Regions from separate parts of the Sus scrofa genome. Here region 1 is linked to region 2. A link is a contact called in public Hi-C data. All regions are on one chromosome and are shown on one strand. Each heading gives the region's core, a stretch centred on a gene start, on an enhancer-like site or on the middle of the called end of the contact. The rest is flanking DNA. Distances are from core to core; before and after follow the strand shown. Region 1 holds the start of RAB18 (ras-related protein Rab-18). Region 2 holds the start of C10H9orf72 (protein C9orf72 homolog).

Region 1 (5,766 bases), core at 3,068-5,567, 580 kb before region 2:
GGACTAAGCCTAGAAAATGGTAAAGAAATTAGAAAGGAAGGCGTGAAATGCAAGGAAAATACACCATAAGAGTATTCCAAGATTTTGGCTCCCAGGATTATTTTAATATAAGGCAGAAGCGTCAATTACTAAAAGCTCTTCAGAAATAAAATCTAAGCTTTTGTTAAAGCCCAGGATTTGTAAAATTAATCAATCTCCTTCCCATTATCTCCTAAGGAGGACAAAACTATTCTATTGACCTGTCTGCATTAATAAAAATCAAGGCAATAGCTATCACACATCTTAATTGCAGGAAAGAAATGTATGAAAACTTCCATACATTGTAATTACTGCTTCTAAAGATTTCTTTTTTTTGTCCAGAGGGTATATACTGCAAAACATAATGACCTCTTAATAGTTTCCAAACCCATTGTCATTAATTCTGTTTGAAGGATTAACTCTCCCTTTCCTGGTTTTGCTTTTTGTTTATCATAAAACCAGCACCACAAAAGCAAAGTAAAACATAAGAATCAAATTGTAGATTTTTCTACTTAACACTGAACCCTCTTGCCTATAATTTTACTTAGCTCCAACATGCAATTACGTGACATGCAATTAGGTGACAGCACTAATAAACAACTTAAAAGACAACTCATAAAGATTTTCTTGGAGTTCCTGTCGTGGCACAGCAGAAACGAATCCAACTAAGAACCATGAGGTTGTGGCTTCCATCCCTGTCCTTGCTCAGCAGGTTAAGGATCTGGTGTTGCCGTAAGCGGTGGTGTTGGTTGCAGACACAGCTCAGATCCCAAGTTGCTGCGGCTGTCGTGTAGGCCAGCAGCTATACCTCCGATTGGACCCCTAGCCTGGGAACCTCCATATGCCAGGGGTGCAGCCCTAAAAGGCAAAAAACAAAACAAAGACTTTCATCTCTCCCCAACATTAAACTTTAAATTAATGAAAGTAAAGATTTCACTAAAAATCTCAGTGGCCCACAAATGAAGAGTAGAAAAGGTATGTATATACTTGATCACCTGAGAAAATATTACACAACTGTGTAGTAATAACAGCATAATAATAATGTAATACCAATGGTACTGACTATCACTTACTGAATGTCAGCAACATGCCAGACAGGGGGCCAAGGGTTTTCTTACATAATTGCTAATCCTTACAACATCGCTTGTCATTAATGGTATTTTGTCAGGAAAGGCAAGGGAATTGGTCTGGCGGAAAGGAACAAATTTTAACACAGGCCCTGGGTATTAGGCAGCAGATCTTAGCCAGTGGTGCACTGTTAGCTGGAAATCTAGTCTAAATTCTACGTATGCATTTTTCCAGGCAGGGAGTCTATTTCTCTATTAGATTTTGAAAGGAATCCACAACCTGAAAATGACCAAGAACCATGCTCTAATGGACATATGTTTAAGTTTTCATATTTTCAAAGTTAAAACAGCAAAATATTCTCTATGCAGAGCAATAGATGGAGGGAGTAACTACCACCATTCCACTTGGAGACCAAATTTATAACTCATCAGTGTCATTATGATGAATCTTTATTTCTTAATTTACAAATGAAACTGGCCGAAAGGATGGGGATATAAGGGGCACAGGAGGGACAGCAATTTAGGTAGCAGAAAGTCTCTATAACCCCTTCCAGTTTCTGAAACACCATGCTACTTCTTTACTCGTCTAGATTCAAAGAAACAATCTTATAAATTTAAAACTAGATAGGGGCTGAGAGATTTCTTCTTCAACCTCACTTTTCAAATAAAGAAATGAAGGCCTAGAGAATTCCAGTGTCACACACAAGGTCACACAAGTAGCGGCAACAAGTTTCATAATTCTTATCTCCTGGCTGTTCTCACACATGCTTGTTATACTCCAAGTACAAAATAAACTTGAAAAATAACCCACTAACTTGAATGAGTTAGGACATTCTTTGCTGTGCAATGATTTTTCAACACAAGTAATATCTCACCTCCACTAAGTCTAGATCAAAAAGGAAAAAGAAACAGGAGTTCTCTTAGTGGCCCAGCAGTTAACAAACCCAACTAGTATCCATAAGGATTAGGGTTCCATCCCTGGCCTCACTCAGTGGGTTAAGGATCTGGCATTGCTGTGAGCTGTGGTGTAGGTCCCAGACTTGGCTCTGATCCTATGCTGCTATGGCTGTGGCGGAGGCCAGCAGCTGTAGCTCCAAGTGGACCCTAGCCTGGGAACTTCCATATGCTGTGGTGTGACCCTAAAAAAAGAGAGGGAGAAAGAGAGAAAGAGAGAGAGAGAGAGAGAGAGAGAGAGAGAGAGAGAGAGAGAGAGAGAAAGAAAGAAAGAAAGAAAGAAAGAAAGAAAGAAAGAAAGAAAGAAAAAGAAAAGAAAGAAGGAAAATAGAAACAATAGGTTAGATCAACCCTGTAAGATTATATCCGTAACAAATGTTTTCGTTTTTGTACTAACTCGCCTTAAAAAGCACAGGCTTCTAAAGTCATTTATTTTCACCTTATCCAAAAAGGTAAGTGGTTAATGTTGTTTTTCCACAGCCTATCACATACACCAATAATATATATCCACCTAGAAAAATGAGCCAACTTTCTCCCTAAATGCAACCCTTTCTTCAAAGAGGTAATGGTGTTAAAATTTTGTCATAATTAGTCTCCACCAAGTTTTGAGAAAAAGTTTGGAGCAGATTAGATCCAAGTACGTTTTTTTGGGGGGAGGGAACCATGGAAACCAATAAATCCACTTAACAGATCTTACTCTAGAGGGAGAACTTGAATTATGTAAACACGGCACCTCCAGTTAACCTTTACCTAACTTTTTAAACCCTCAAACACAATACACAGAGGTTATGAAAATGATTTTATTCAGCCCTTTAATACACACAGACATGCAGAAATCATACTATTTTGTTAACCCATGGTGTTTCATATTCTTTGCTATGTACAAATCCCTCACTCTTAATATTGTGTACATTAAATGAGGAAAACCATGAAAATGTACTGCCATGTTTTAAAAGTTTATGAAGTTCAGAACATATTACAGAAAAGATTTCAAATCTTCAAATATCTAAAAAAGTAAGACTTTACGAAGTGGTCTGAAAGCTGTTTATCAGCAAGTACAGCTAAAATACGAAATTGCTTACAGCTTCTGGAATTTGAATATTATTTAAAGATCAAAGCCGCCTACAACACAACTTACTCTTTTATCAGATGGCAAGGATTTTAACTTCACCTGGAGAACTGTTCTAAGACCAGGGTGATATCACAACCTCTCCTGCAACACCCACGAGGCTCCAGATCTCCAGGGGCTTCTTATACTCAACTCTAACTATAGCCAACATTACTTTCCCCCAAGAAAGGGCCGAGAAAGAAAACACACATAGTCTTGTGTTGTTTTATCTCTATATGATGTGGCAGAAGGAGAAGTAACAAGAACACTCGATGTTTAGAAGTGGCCCACAGTTTACGCTCTAGCATCTTAGCCGAAAGTGAATTACTCAAGTAGTCAGAAGACATGAGTTCTTTCACAGCTGACTCATTTAACAAAAAAAAAAAAAAAAAAAAAGCGGCCGCGGAATGTCACCTACGGCGTCACGAAACTTCCTGTGTAGAACACTACGTATTCAGAGAAAGCCCGACAGAAATCTCTCCGTGGTTTAGTGACAACTCTCCACTCGCGCGGTGACAGGCAGCCTGAGCCCGGACGGGCCGAGCGAGGCCTCGGCCTCGGCCGGACTCGGGCCCACACCCGCCCGCCACGCCCTGGGCGCCTCGGCAGCAAACCCGCCGGCCGAGTGGCGCCGTCCGAAATGCTTTCCTCTGGGTGCACAGGAAGAGAAGCGACAGAAGCCGGCCCGGCGGAGGCCGCGGACCCGGCGGGCGCGGGGGTGCGGGGAGCAGGGCCGCAGGCGCGAGGCCAGGCCGCCCAGCCCGACCAACGCCCGGTCGGCGCCGTTTACCGTTCCCGCCGCGGCCCAGCAGACAGCGACGACCCAAGCAGAAAGAGCCCCGCCGCCCTTGCCACGGCCGCAGACCCGCCTCACCTGGACTTGCCCACGCCACTCTCGCCGATGATGAGGATCTTCAGCGTAGTCAGCACGTCCTCGTCCATCCTGACCCCGCTCCGCGCCCGCCTGGCCGCGCCGGTCCGACTCTCTCAACCCTTCGTGGGGGAGCTGCCCGCGCATGCGCAGCGCCCAGCCCCGCCGCTGCCTCCTTCCTTTCACACCGGGTGTTTAGGTTGCAGGAGCCCGGGACGCCCCAGATCCGCCTGGACGTAGCTCTGCGTCTGCGCAAACCCAGAGTCCCAGGCGTCTTTCCGGAAGGTAAGCCCTCACTTGCGCAAGCGCAGAAGGAGAGAGCCGGATGTGATTTCACCTACCTTGCAGGCTCTTGCGCCTCCTCAGCCATAGCTTGACCCTCAACCTGTGGCTTGGGTACCTAGGAAAGAACTGAGTTAGGTCAGGGTCGATTAGTGCTCTTTTATTTCAGCAGCTGGTCCCAACAGCTGCATTGTTTGTGCTTGAAGGCAGATTGCCTTAATTTTAGGTATAACGCTTTATGTTATGTAGACTTTGAGCCTGTTTCCTAGTCAGCGGCAATAATACTTAGAATAATACTTAAAATAATTCCAGCTTCTTAGGATTGTGGGGAAGATTAAAGGATTGCGATGGCTCTTTGTAAACTGAAGTGTTTTATAAAAGGTGTGATCGGGTATTAACTTCCTGGCTTACCGTCTGTTAGATTGATGAGGACCTTTCGCACCTCAATTCATCTTCAAAGAGAGACATAAACCTCAGGTAGATCAAGTACATGCAGACCCTCTGGTGGTGCAACTTCAAATCATCTATTACTCATAAGAACTACTACACTCCAGCTGCAGGAATTGTGAGTACATGCTTTGTCTTAAGTTATAAATCTTAGTGAAGGCATCAAACCTCATGTATGGTAACTAGTAAAGTGCCTGGTACACGATAGACACTAAATAAACACTTTTTTGTATCTAATTATACTTGCAGCTAGTGCCAGGTACAATAGGTGTGTATTAAAGAATATATATGAATAAAATTTAAAATAAATTAATGTTTGTTAAATCCCTGGAAAAGCTCTTTCATCAGATATTCAATGGCTCCTTCACCTCCTTCAGGTCTTTGCTTGAATGTTGCCTTTTTAATGAGGCCGTCCATGTACAAAATTCAAAATTTGCAAATCCTTCCCACATTCCCTATACCTCTTTGCATTGTTTTTCTACATATCACTTACTGTCCTCCAATATATATTTTACTAGTTTATCTTTCCACTGGCTAGTCTTCCCCAAGGAAAAGGGAAGCTTTATGAAGACAAGGATCTTTTTTCTGCTTTGTTATGCCTTCTGTGTCTAGAGTAGTTTCTGGCATCTAATATGCGCCAAGTAAATATTTGTTGAATGAATTAATTGAATGAACATTCTGGAGTCCATTTCTAACTTTGGAAGGTGATGTCAATTGGACAACCTCAACCTCTCTTAAAATAGCCCTTGAACCTCAATCAAGTCTATCCAGCCTACTTTGGCTGTGGCATCAAGACCTTATTAGTGAGACTCACAATATAGTCAAGCTCTTCTGCTCTAGGGCAGTGATTCTGCAAGTGTTGTCCCCAAGTCCCTGGAGATCCCCTTCAGGGAAGTACACAAGATCAAAGTATGTTCATAATGATTCAAGATATTGTTTACTTTTTTCACTATTGTTCTTTAATACAACAGTGGCATTTCTGCAGAGGCTACGTAATGTGTGATAGTAAAAGAGATTGA
Region 2 (5,923 bases), core at 1,366-3,865:
TGGGTTAAGGATCTGGCGTTGCCCTGAGCTGTGGTGTAGGTTGCAGACGTGGCACGGATCCCGAGTTGCTGTGGCTCTGGCGTAGCCCAGCGGCTACAGCTCCAACTGGACCCCTAGCCTGGGAACCTCTGTATGCCGAGGAAGCGGCCCAAAGAAATAGCAAAAAGACAAAACAAAACAAAAAAAATCAGTTCAAAACCAAGAGTCTTTGGGAGTTTCTGTTGTGGCTCAGCAGAAACTAATCCGACTAGTATCCATGAGGATGTGGGTTTGATCCCTAGATGGACACCTGGCATTGCTGAGAGCTGTGGTGTAGGTTGCAAACTCAGCTTGGATCCTAATTTGCTGTGGCTGTGGTACAGGCCAGCAGCTGTAGCTCCAATCTGACCCCTAGCCTGGGAACTTCCGTATGCCTCAGGTGCACCCCTAAAAAGCAAAAAAAAAAACCCCAAAAAAACAAAAAAACTCCAAACAAAAAAACCCCCAAAACAACAGTCTTTTACCTATATATCTTATTTACATGTGGTGCTGGCTCTACATCAAGGGTTATCAAGCAAAAGCCCTAAGAGTCTTTGAGGAAAGTCAGGATCCAAATTGGGTGACACAGTGGCTTGCCACACTCCTGTAAACAAAGAATAGGGTTCATGAGGATGTACCCCAATATACTTTCTGAAAATAATCCAATATATGCAGGCATAAAGATTATATTAATTATGGTTTTTTTTGTTGTTGTTGTTTTTTTTGTCTTCACCTGCAGCATGTGGAAGTTCCTGGGCCAGAGATCAAACCTGAGCCACAGCAGTGACAATGCCAAATCCTTAGCTGGATCCTTGCACCACAAGGGAACTCCCTCATATGTTAAAACTGTTTAAAGTTTTGCTTTTTCTTAAACTTAGAGTAGAAACTTAGAAACTAGAAAACTACTTAATTAAATGGAAACTTAGAAAACTGCTTAATTAAAACAGAGCCGGGGGCAGGCTTGAAAGATAAGAGCTGCCTTCCTTTTTTTTACTTCTCTGAAAGCTGTTTTGGACTGCTAACAGTCAAATAGAGAGACTATTTCATCAACTTGATAAGGGACAAAAAGAACCCAAACTTTAGTTCCTATGTAGTTGTTTCTGGGAGCATGTTAGTGCTGGCTTCATGCACAATCTGCAATGTGGTCTATCATTTCTCTTGTTTTTGTTTCATAGGTGTAGAGTACAGTCATTACGAGGTAGTTTCCAACTGATTCAGGGCTTTCCTAGACTGCCAAGGTCCTGGCAACAGTATTTGTGTCACATAACATCATCACATATTAAGCATTCTGACTTCATACTATTAATTCCCCATGTATACATTTTAGCTTCTGTGAGGTTCCCATTACCTCACCTTAAAAGTCTTCTAAAGTCTGAGATTGCTATCTAATAGTATTTTTCCAGTCTCTTTGTATAAATTAAAAGTGCCAGACCACATTGTTTCCCCTTGCTTTGCATCATAAGAGCGCTGAGAACAGTTTGAAGGGGAATTTATCCACTGGCCACAACCGGATTGTTTTTACTAGATCCTAACGATCTCTATTGTTTGTGAAAAAGCCATCTCTCTTGGGCAAGTGCATTACTCCCCTGACTCCTGAATACAGAAGCCTGGTGGAATTCACAGGAGCCAGATCGTGTGTAGACACAGCAGATGTGTAATCAGTGCACTTCTTTCTGCAACCGATACCATCAGTCAAGTGATGTCCAAGTCATAATGGTCACTTCCTTTAAGTCTGTGCAACCTCAGAGAAGTGAAGTAAGAACGGGAACAAAACCCAGTCTAAAACTGCTGTCCAGATTTATAAGACATCAACAATCCTCAGAAAGGTCAAATTCTGTAGTATTACCCCACCTCACCTCACCCCAATTAACCCTCCCTCGGACCCTAACTTGGTTCGTAACAGCCAGGCGCCCCCAGCCCTCTGGCCTTCCCGGGGACAGGCCTCTCGGTGCCCGAGGCTCCATTCCCTCGAGCCGGCGGCACAGGGGATTCCGAAGCATCCCTCCGGTTCTCACGCCGGGTCCCCGGGGAAAGAGCCGGATCCGGGACTACCGGCGGGAAAGCGGGAAAGGGGCTCAAAACCCAGCCAGCCCTGCCTCTGCGCGGCTGCTGCCGGAAAGCCCCGGGCCCAGATGGAAGTAACTCCACTAGTCGCCGGGCTGGAAAAGCCGCGGGCGGCTTTCGATCAAGGAAAAGAAGAGCAAAGAGAGGACTAGACAAGCCGAGCCTTGGGTAGAGCCTTCGCCGCCGCCCCTGCGCGGTCCCAGCGTCCCGACCCAAAACAACCTCCTACACACCAGCTTCTCACTCACCCACTCGCCTTCGCCCGCGCCTCGGCTGCTGCTGCCGACGCCGCAGGCATAGGGACCGCAACCGCAGCCCCGCCCCCGCGGCCCTGGCCACGCCCCCATGCCCGGCCCCCTCGCGCGTCGCGAACCCGAACCTGCTTTACGTCGTGGTCTCTTCCCACCTTGTGCCCTTCTGGTTAAATTGTATCCCGTAGCCCGTCTTTCCTCGTTCACTCCAGCGAATAATGTGAGAGCAAAGGGAGGAGAGAAAGGGCGGGAAAAAACAAAACCACACACCTCCTAAACACACCCCCCTGCTCTCTATAGGCCCCGCCCCCGTGAGGAAGGAACGAGGCAGCAAGGGTGGCTGACGCGTCAAGCGCCATCTTTTCCCCGGGCGGAACAAGTCGCTGTTGCTGCATAATCATTTCCTCGTGGGACACCGTAGGTACGTCTTGGCGTTATCGAATTGCGATTACGTAAACGCACAAGGCCTGCAAGGCGGGGGCGGGGCCGATTTGTTCTTCCTCTTTGCCTAAAGACGCGCTGCGTAGACCTGGCCTAAGGATTTTAACCTGCGGGCTGCAGTGCCACGAGACCGAGACCGCAAAGCAGAGCTGATATTTGTGATTGTTTTTGTTTGTACTTGGCCGGTGGTGGGCGCTCAACAAATATTTGATGAATGGGTGAATTTCTTTTTGCGTATGACACAATTTCAGTACACTAACTTCATCCCAAGTCTTTTTAGGTAATTTCCTTTCCCACAATACATGCTCACCACAATTTTGTCTTTAAATGTAAGCATTTTTTCAGGCGTGATTTTCACATTTTTAAATGTCCTGTTTGCTGGTTGCACAATGTGGATGAGTTGGGCTTTTCTATTCTTTGAGGGTTTTTTTTGGTTGTTGCTTAGTTGGGCTTTTTTAGCCTTTGGAAATTGACTTTATTGTCCTGTGATGTGCTGTAAGATTTTTTAAAAATTCAAGTTAAATCATCGTTTTGGTCTGCAAGTATATATATTCAGCTTATTTGCTGCAGATAAATGACAGTTAATACTTTTCATCTTTAAAAATCTTACAGCACTTATTTATCATTCAGAGGAAGAAATACGCAAAATGACTCCCTTAAACCTATAGGTGCTGCAGAAATAGACCCCTTGCTTATGCTCTATGCTTATATCAACACTAAAAATCTACCATTTACCTAGTCCTACTGTATCTTTGGTATTGTGCTTCCCTGCCTACACACAGAATTATGCTTAATCCTCCTAACATATCTACCATATAGATAATGTTATCCCTGTTTTACAGAGGATGTGGCTGGGATTCAGAGAGCTTATTTACCCAAGGTCACCTAGCTAGCTGATTCAGGCCAGTTTTGTGCAATTCCAGAGCCCACCGAGGCCTGAGGACATCAGGCTGGTATTGAATTGATGATAGCCTTTCTCAGATAACTGCTATGGGGGGAAGTATTCACCCTTCCAGTTTAGAGTAAGATTAGGACTCAGATTAAGTGTCTGAGAGAGGAACACGGTAGCTATGACAGTTTTTCCTGCTTCAAAATTCTGCCCAGATGCAAAATAGTTTCCCTTGTCTCCATCAAGTTTCTGGTTTTATGCCACATATCAACCCTAGAACAACTATGCTTCCGAAGAGAGAAATAATCAAACACCAAGTCCTGGATTCTGCATGACATGGCAGATAAGATACATAATGAAAGTAGCTCTGTATGTATGATGATTTGTAGCTAGAGACTATGAATCCCCCCCTCCCCCGCCAGCCACCTCACATCTAATTGAACAATTATTTAGGCATTGTGTAGCAGTAGCTTGCATGGTTTTCAATGGATCAGAGCCAAAAAATAATCTGGTCAGAAGGAAAAAGTAATTATGACTTAGTACTCTGGTTCATAGTATTTGCATGCTCCAAAGTATAAAATAGGGAGACAAATATCCTAGCAGACATCACTTCTTCAGGACACCAAAGAGAAAATGATGTTAAGTATGCCGTGATGTGATCCATGTGAGCAGCACCAAAGGATGGCTTGGGAGTGCTTTTAACCTTTAACCCTTCAAATCTGTTTACCAGCCCAAATAAACCACCCAAATAACTGCACTGTTAAAGTGAAAATGTCGGTATTGAAATAGATCTTCAAGCAAGAGCCCTTGTCCCCCATTTCCAACCACAATATTCCTAAGACCCTATTTAGAACCATTCACTCTATCCACGTGTAATTAATGAACAATTATACAAAAAGGCTTGTAACTAGGGGAGCCATGAGGCACAAGGTTAAGAACTTGGGCTCTGGCATCAGAGTTGGTGTAAGTATTGTCTCTGCCTTTGGTTAGAGTTACAAGAGTTTGGGCCATACATACCTCTCTGTACCTTAGTTTCTTCAGCTGCAAAATGGCAAGGAGAAGAATTTCTCAAAGGATTGTTGTGAGGCTCACCCAAGATCAAGCAAGCTGATCATTAAGAATAGCATGTTCAAGAAATGGGGACACTAATGTCAATATTAATAACTATGCAGGGATAGCTGAAGCAGCAACAAATGACTTACAAGCCTTTTAAACTACGTACCTATTTATGATACCAGTAAATAGAATATCAGAACCCAGGGACCCTCTTGCTACATCACAAATGCCAGTTATGGTCAAGAAGCCTTTTCCTCACTCTATTTATTAATGTATTTCAGAAATGTATTATATGCTGCTTTAGTGCTGGAGCTGAAGGCTTGTTGATTACCTTCCATTTGCCAAGATTACATCAAATTAGATTTAACTGTGACTGGCATGTGAACCATCTGATATTGGACATGGATGAGGAATGTTGCTGAATAAACCACAGTGAGCTTAATTTCTTTTAAGTTAATGAGACTTTATGTGGATGCCTTAGTCATGGCAGACCTAACAAGATGCAATCTATGGTACATTATGTTTTGGTGGGAATGTGAATGAGCCAGTACCCAACTGAGGTACTTCCGGTTGAAATCTTGGTTCCTGGATATATCAAGTTAGTTCTGTGAGCTAGTGTGGCATAAGTGGAATGGAAAGCTCTATTGGGTCCATGTTTGGAGCTAACAATCTATAGTTCTAATGATGTTCAATGGGAAGAATTGTATTCGCAACTCAGTATTAACCTCTGTTCCTTCCATGTTTGTGACATGTAAGCAACAGTTGTGAGTGATCTGAGATGCCACATAAGAGTCCCCAGGGGGAAGAGATCCTTAGCTCATTGTAACCTCGTATAATGCACAAAAGAAAGAGAGCAAGAAGCAGGAGGAAAAGCCTACAATTTTCTTAAATCTTAGACAAGATCATTAGCTAATTTGGTATAGAAGACAGTACAAAGTTTTATCTTGATAAGTGGTTCATAATTTGCTGGAATTTAGAGGCCATCAACAGTACACAGTGATGGTTTTGTTTTTTGGGTTTTTTTTTTTTTTTTTTTTTGTCTTTTTAGGGGCACACCTGCAACATGGAGAGTCCCAGTCTAGTGGTTGAATCAGAGCTATAGCTGCTGGCCTGCACCACAGCTGTAGCAATGTCAGATCCTGGCTGCGTCTTCGACCTACACCATAGCTCATGGCAACACCGGATCCTTAACCTACTGAGCAAG

The links. A called contact is a pair of places that touch in the nucleus more often than the background predicts.
Region 1: a Hi-C map of liver shows a contact between it and region 2, with 5 times the contacts expected there. The contact joins the promoter of RAB18 here to the promoter of C10H9orf72 in region 2. A contact is called at or near these places in 2 of 5 promoter capture datasets (fetal liver and liver), 2 of 47 Hi-C or Micro-C datasets (heart right ventricle and liver) and 1 of 2 datasets of contacts at active chromatin or transcription factors (alveolar macrophages).

Annotation. Positions count from the first base shown.
Region 1 is chr10:38,968,932-38,974,697 of Sscrofa11.1, reverse strand. RAB18 (ras-related protein Rab-18) reads right to left here and starts at 4,317. Exons shown (of 7, transcript XM_021064710.1): 1 at 4,022-4,317. The coding sequence starts at 4,089. It overlaps LOC102165822 (a long non-coding RNA gene), which reads left to right and starts at 4,313. Exons shown (of 3, transcript XR_002336324.1): 1 at 4,313-4,865.
Region 2 is chr10:38,386,058-38,391,980 of Sscrofa11.1, reverse strand. It overlaps C10H9orf72 (protein C9orf72 homolog), which reads right to left and starts at 2,615. Exons shown (of 11, transcript XM_013980198.2): 1 at 2,462-2,615.